2 separate regions of the Zea mays genome follow, and region 2 is linked to region 1. A link is a contact called in public Hi-C data. All regions are on one chromosome and are shown on one strand. The core of a region is the stretch at or near the end of the contact, and the rest is flanking DNA. Distances in the headings are between cores, read along the strand shown. Region 1 has its middle 32 kb from the start of LOC103631789. Region 2 holds the start of lox9 (linoleate 13S-lipoxygenase9).

Region 1 (3,498 bases), core at 497-2,996:
GACGGAGCTCCTTCGTATCTGAACGGCCGTCTCCAGGAAATTGAAACGCCATTTCCGTTTCACCCTCACACATGACTTGAGAGACGAGAAGACGAATGGGTCCTTACCTAGAACGGCCGAAAACGACGGGGCCCTTGGAAACTAGTAGTAGGATGCATTTGTACTGTACGTCTGTTACCACACGCGCACCTCCTGCTCGTGTGTGCACATGTTTGAAGCTGCACTATTTACGGAGTGAAATTTGAAACAGAAGGTGAGATGAGATAATCTTAGGCAAAGTGAAATCTAGAATAGAAGGTGAGATGACATAACCTTAGTCTATCTTCAACAAGATACATATCCTACTTCTCATCTCACTCCATATTTTAAACTTCACTCTATAAAAAGTGTCACATACAACATAAAACAATATTTTGCACATCCGTTTCCACGACATGCTGGAGTGATTTGGTCTATACGGAAGAAGGATCGTCGTGTCTAACAAGGATTCAGGATTGTTTTAGCTCGACGTTGCCACTTGCCATTGCATTGGTTGACTCTGGTTGATCGAAGCCCGCCCGACACTTGTATGTTGCTATCGAGTGTAATCTTCGCTTTTAATTTGGACAGTAGCACCTGTACGCAACTCGTGCTTTCTGATCCGAAAACTCTTGGTTCCTCGTAGAGGATAGAGCCTTTCAGAGATCAAACCATAGTTTCCCTTCTTGCTGCAGATCGGTCAGAACACCGTGCCGTTTGGACTTGGAACACCAGCTTGTGCTGTGCTGTGTCATGCTGTGCCGATTGGCATCCTGCCAGATTTTCGTCGCCGCTGTCCTGGATCGTATCCTTTCTGCATGCCCGGTTTAACAGAGACCGGTACCCAGCTGCTCAGCACGCGCGCGAAGAAAATTGGGAGAAATCACAGCGCTCACCATGACCTCACGCGCCTTCTGAGAAGATCACGTAAGCCGCTCGTCGGTCCGGCGGGGTTTCACTTTCACCTGTGGGTGAGCGTTTGTTAGATTGCCTTGTTTGACGGTTCTCTATTCTTGGTTCATAATACTGCTGACAGCCGCAAGAAGAAGAAAAATGGAAGGAGCAGAACATCTGGGAGCGACGACCGGAGTGCGTGTGTCGCCAGCATCCTTCGCCTTTTAGCTCGACGATGCTTCCCAAAAGACAGGATCGTAGAAGGTAGAAAGCAGAGACGCTTTGCCTCCGGCTTCACATCACGCGTCGCTGTTGTAGCTGTCCCGGAGCTCTTGGGCGACGAAGGGAGGGAGGAGGACGAATTGGCGCCAACCACCTCCGGTTCGCGTCACGCGCGCAGACCGTAGGCGCAGAAGAGTACGCTGTTGTTCTGCGCGAGCAATGGCCGCACGGAACGCGAGAGAGAGAGAGAGAGAGAGAGAGAGAGAGAGACCGATCTCTTTCTCGCTAAAGCAGGATGCTGCTTTTAGATTTCTACTGCGATTAATTTGCCCCGTGTGTTCTAGCTAGTTCTTTCTTCCCTGCTGCACCCCCCGCCACGTGCAGCACGCCGGAAACTTGCGCCAGAATACAATACCCTCCAGAAAAAAATCTTCACAAGTCGACGCAAAGATCGCCACGATATTTTGTGCGCATCAGCATGACACGCACATGATGCGTGTGTCACACTTGGCACGTATTTGTTGAAACGAGTAGATGCTAGCGATACACGGCCATGTTCTGCACCACCGCTGCGCTACTACAACCTGCTCGTATTTCTCTTCACCTACCTGGGCCTTATTGGTCACGCGACAGAGAGCTATTGATGGGCCCAAACCTTTCTTTCATTCGGGCCCTTTTATGGGTTGCATTTTTTTCCCACCTTATCATTTCTAGAATTCTAGCAGTCTCACGCTCGAAGTTTATTAAGAAAAAACAAAAAAAAAGTGGCTGTCTACGAGGACCCGCCGAGGTTTCTTTGGATCCTCTGCACGTCCTGGCCGTTGATCCTGAACGCCATCTTGAGCACCTCGTCCGGCACGCGCGGCTCGGTCCGGAACGCCGAGAAGGGCACGAGCTGCGCGCCGGGGCTCTGGCTGTTGAGCCCCGACAGCACGACGGCGGGCGCCGCGACGTCCACGTTGTACATGAAGTGCACCATCCCGCGCGGGACCACGAAGGCCTCCCCGGCGCGCAGCAGCTGCGTGTACAGGCGGTACGACGTGTCGGCGAAGCCCACCAGGACGCTGCCCGCCAGCACCAGCGCCACCTCCGACGCGCGCGGGTGGGTGTGCGGCGGCGCCAGCCCGCCCGGGGCCAGGTCGGTGCGCGCCATGGCCAGCCCCTGCGCGTTGGCGCCGGGGAGGGACGACGCCGGGCTCGTCACCGTCACGCTGAACCCGTACGCCGTCTCCGTCTCCGACGCCCGCGACAGCGCCGACGTGGCGAAGTGCTCCGCCCGCGCCGACGCCGGGTCGATGCAGGCCAGGCCGTTCAGGTGGAGCTGGGACGACGACGTGTCGGCGACGCAGTAGTCCAGGAGGAGGTCGGGATCGCACCTGCACAGGGCGGCGGAGAGGAAGAGGGCGACGATGATCCGGTGGCTCATACCAGTACCGATGCTGCCGCCATCAGCCGTAGCGCTCATGGCGGAGCTACTTGTTCGATTTTTTTTTTTTTGTGGCGGGAAAATGAGCTAGATGTATATGCTGTCTACGTTCAGCGATCAGTGTGGTCGCGTATAAATAGTACTAGTACTCTATGAAGTGCATTGCAGTTGCGGTTGATGATACGCGAGCATATACAAGGCCATGCTTTCAAGTTACTATTTGTATGAGTAGCAGAGGGGTAATGTCCAGTGGTCTTACCTTGCCTTGGAGATTGAGCCTGTTGGTACTGTAGCACGCTCCGGCTGAAAGCGCGATTCATATCCCCGCTATACCCTCCTCCCTCGGCAAGCCTGGACAGTGACAAACTATGCTGACAAGAAACTGGCAAAGAAACGAGCAACAGCCAACAGCTAGCACCTCCGTTCTCAGTTCTCACTGTCTGATATGGCAACAGCCAATGCAACGGACAAGCAGGCAATACATGCATGTTACAACTTACAAGGGCGATACATGTGTTTGCTCGTCCAGAAAGAGGCAGCCAAATACCGAGTTGAAAAATCACGGCCTCGGATCTCAGTATGAGCAGCCGCTGCGGCCGACTCAAATATACAGAGGATCGTAGACCGTATGCTTTCATCGATCCCCAGCCATTAAACTAAAAGTGGAAGTATAAAAATTATCAATGCAACAACTAACAAGTAACACATGGGCGAATCTAGCCAAAAACATCATCGAGCTTATCACAATTAGCTTCACTATATTATATAAATTTTCTTGAATTTTAATAATACTTTGCTAAAAGATTTATAAAATTTATCGGGGTCGGCAGCAACTACATGCATTTTCGATGGCTAGAAACCGCCGAAAATAGCCCTTTTAACGTCGAAAATAACTTATTTTTGATGGCTTCTAGCCACCCAAAAAATTAGCCGAAAAT
Region 2 (3,421 bases), core at 283-2,782, 140 kb before region 1:
GCCCACCCTCGACGACGATGCTTTCCAGAAAGAACTCCCGATGGTGCCGGTTGGCCACGGTGATGGCGCCAGGCTCGCCGAAGTCTGAATCCACCATGAACTCAGCCGTGTACACGACGTGCTCTCCCTTGACGCCCCTCTTCTGGCACCAGTCTTTGATCGATGCCTGACCGCTGTGCAACGGCTTCTTGGTCCCTGCCAATGATTCACGTGGCACGACCCGGGAACGGGAAGGTTAGGACGATCTTGAGAAGAGAAGTCAAATTTGGAGACATGGAAAGCGATTGTATCAGCTTTGGGTGGCGACCACATGGTGGTAATGGAGAGGCGGGGAAAACATGTTTCGTCAGTATTGCATAGTGATGAGTTTAGTGACTCATTTGAGCTTGAATTATTCAGAGCAGTGATCAGGCGGGGCTACTACTGCTAAAGGGAGGCTATACTGTTTTGCTTTGCAGTGCTTTCAAGGCTGGGACTGGGAGCCTGGGAGGTAGGAAGAAAATCTGATCCATTTGTTCTCTTCTTGAAGAAAACATGGTCAAGCGAAAGATGCCAACGGTTAAAAAGTTGAACGGCTCCAGTTATTTAGTTCGTCCCTTGTTTGTTCGGATTAAACAATTTGTTGAAAAATGCAGAGCGAATATACTAATGCAGAGAATCGCACACGCGAACGCCGGGACAAGCCTTTGTTATCATGTCTCCATTATTGAAGATCCGCAGAAAGATCTGTTGATCATGTGCATCTAGTTAGCATCTTCCTGATTGCCGGTGCCACCTTCCGATCGGGGCGGTCAGTCAAGAACAGGCGGAGATGCCCCAAAAGGCAAAAGCTTTGCACGTTAAAGCTCTAACGACTATCCAAAGGAAGCAAAAAATAGAGGCAGAGGAGACTTGTCAAGAGCAGGCAGGTCAACTCAGAGAGAGAGAGAGAGAGAGAGAGAGAGAGAGAGAGAGAGAGAGAGAGACTAGTGGATTGGACGAGGACAGGGAGCAAGGGCCGGCGTGCTTACTGGGGTGGATCTTGGTGCTAATGAGCTCGAGCGCGACGCTCCGGCCAACCATGTCCCATAGCGCGTCGAGGTGGCCGGCCAGCGCCTCCTTGAGGTCCTCCTTGTGCTTGCGGCGCACCGTGAGCGCGGCCCGCACCAGCACCTTCTCCGGCCGCCTGCCCTCCGGCGCGCCCTTCCCGGTCCCGGGCGCCGCGAGCCTCGGCAGGTCCTCGCTGATGGCAGCCACCACCTTGAGCCCCTGCCGCTGCCTCCTCCTCCCCTGCTGCTGCTGCGGCGGCGGCGCGCGGTGGTGGAACGGCGCGAGGCAGAGCTTGTTCGCGCCCCGGCGCCCCGGCGCCAGCCTCGCCGCGGCAAGCCCCCGGCGAAGGCCCGTGAGGTCCCTGCATGGCGCGGCCATGCTAGCTGCTGCGCCTGGGATCCCCGGTTTTGGCTGCGCTCAGGCGGGTCCGCGGGAGCTAGTGAGCTGAGGTGGTTGGCGTCGTCGTGATGGAGCAGCGGCGGCAGCCGCACTGCAGCAGTGACTAGGATTTAAGCAGAGGAGGAGGAGGATGCCTCGGCCTCGTGCGCTGCTCTTTTTTATGTTTGCAAGTCCTGGCAGGACGGAAGGGAACGGAGTCTTGGTGGCATTGCACGGAAGCTGGCCTGCTCCCTGTTCCTGTTTGACCTGAGAAAACCGTCATCTTGTTATGACCAGTAACTTAGCTCGCGCCCTGCGCGAGTCTGAAACTGCTACGTTTACACAGTTAATCAAACACTGTTGTAGACATGTAGGAGCAATAATATATTAGTTTACCAGCGACCAGCCGTCATCTAAAAAACACGCACACTCAGACAGCCAATTAGTTAGTTAGTTTATTGGAGTTCTTATCATAAATTTGTTCTAATTAATTAAAGTTTCTTAGGTCCTTATTAGGAGTTTGTTAGGAGTCTTATATCTACCCAAGTCCCTAGCCCCTATATAATGTAATCACTTAACAAAAAAAATGAAAACAAACAAGATATATAATATCTTCAGGGTGACCCATTGGTTTAGAACGTATGATGATTTTCATAAACAAGAAAAGAGTATTGTTGGTCACTGTGAATCAAGAACAAGTCAACACAATTGTTAAAAATCAGACATTTGTCCTCCGAAACATTATTTTCTCCTGGATATAACGATCTTCAGACGAAGGTTATGAAAGACACGCTTTCAGCATGAGAATGGAAATACATAGAGATAATGAACGTAATCCGCTGGCTCATACGCATATGTATTTTATAATGCATACATGAATATTAACAGGATTTATATTACATTGATACATTCGACTTGTTCGAATGTGTTGATACGAGAACAATTACAATTCAGCATGAACAGTATGGGGTACTGTTCACCTATTTATAGGCACGGGACGCATCCCGGGTAAAAGTATATTTATGTTCTTAACATTTATTCACAACTATAACATAAATTATTAGGGACTAGCTAGTCTTTTCTTCTTCGGTTTAGCACCATGCTTGGTCTTCATCACCACTTTAAGTTGAATCTGTCACTCTTCAGCTATAGCTTTAGCGTTCGTTCTTATCATCCCCAAGTTATACCTTCGTCTTGTATATCGTCATCATAGGAGAAGACTCCCATCATGAGCCAAAGCTTCCTGTCATCCCCAAGTTATACCTTCAGCTCAAAGATTATCCTCACAATGATGCTATGGTCATATCTTGTGTCATCAAGGGATTTCTGGTTCATAATGTCCTGGTTGATACAGGCAGTGCAGTTGATATCATATTTGCTAAGTCCTTCAGACAGATGCAAGAGCAAAAAGACAAGATTCACGATGCTACACATCCTCTATGTGGCTTCGGAGGAAGACATATTGTGGCACTCGGTAAAATCACAATGCCAGTAACCTTCGGCTTTGTTCACAACACAAGGACCGAACAGGTTGTATTTGACATTGTCGACATGGAATACCCCTACAATGCAATAATTGGCCGAGGAACACTCAATGCTTTTGAAGCAATACTTCACCTAGCATATCTATGCATGAAGATACCTTCGGAACAAGGGCCCATTGCTATTCATGGAAGTCAAGAAGCTGACAGAAAGGCCGAAGGAAATTGGACAGACTCAAAAGCGACCCACAATATAGATGGAGCCGAAGCTTGTGAACAGTACAAGTACAGAAGAGAGAAGGCTGCTTCAGCTGATTAGCCGAAGCCCATGCTTCTATGTGAAGACATAGCAGAGCAGAAGGTACTGCTGGGGTCTCAACTATCTGAAGAGCAGGAGAAAACTTTGATAAGGTTTTTATTCAACAACAAAGATGTTTTTGCTTGGTCGGCCAATGATCTCTGTGGTGTCAACAGAGACGTCATTGAACATTCACTCAATGTCGACCCATCCTTCAGGCCACGAAAGCAAAGGC

The links. A called contact is a pair of places that touch in the nucleus more often than the background predicts.
Region 2: a contact with region 1 is called in a Hi-C map of leaf, with 4 times the contacts expected there. The contact joins the promoter of lox9 here to the enhancer-like site in region 1. A contact is called at or near these places in 2 of 25 Hi-C or Micro-C datasets (ear and leaf).

Annotation. Positions count from the first base shown.
Region 1 is chr1:16,704,344-16,707,841 of Zm-B73-REFERENCE-NAM-5.0, reverse strand. No RefSeq gene overlaps it. Among protein-coding and RNA genes, the nearest start is that of LOC103631789, 32 kb to the left of the region's middle. Within about 2 kb of position 1,746, at least 19 of the 20 cell types and tissues checked have an H3K27ac peak or open chromatin away from gene starts, as enhancers often do. A contact at or near this core is called in ear and leaf, where this site is marked.
Region 2 is chr1:16,841,783-16,845,203 of Zm-B73-REFERENCE-NAM-5.0, reverse strand. It overlaps lox9 (linoleate 13S-lipoxygenase9), which reads right to left and starts at 1,532. Exons shown (of 9, transcript NM_001112507.1): 1 at 1,011-1,532; 2 at 1-195. The coding sequence starts at 1,407.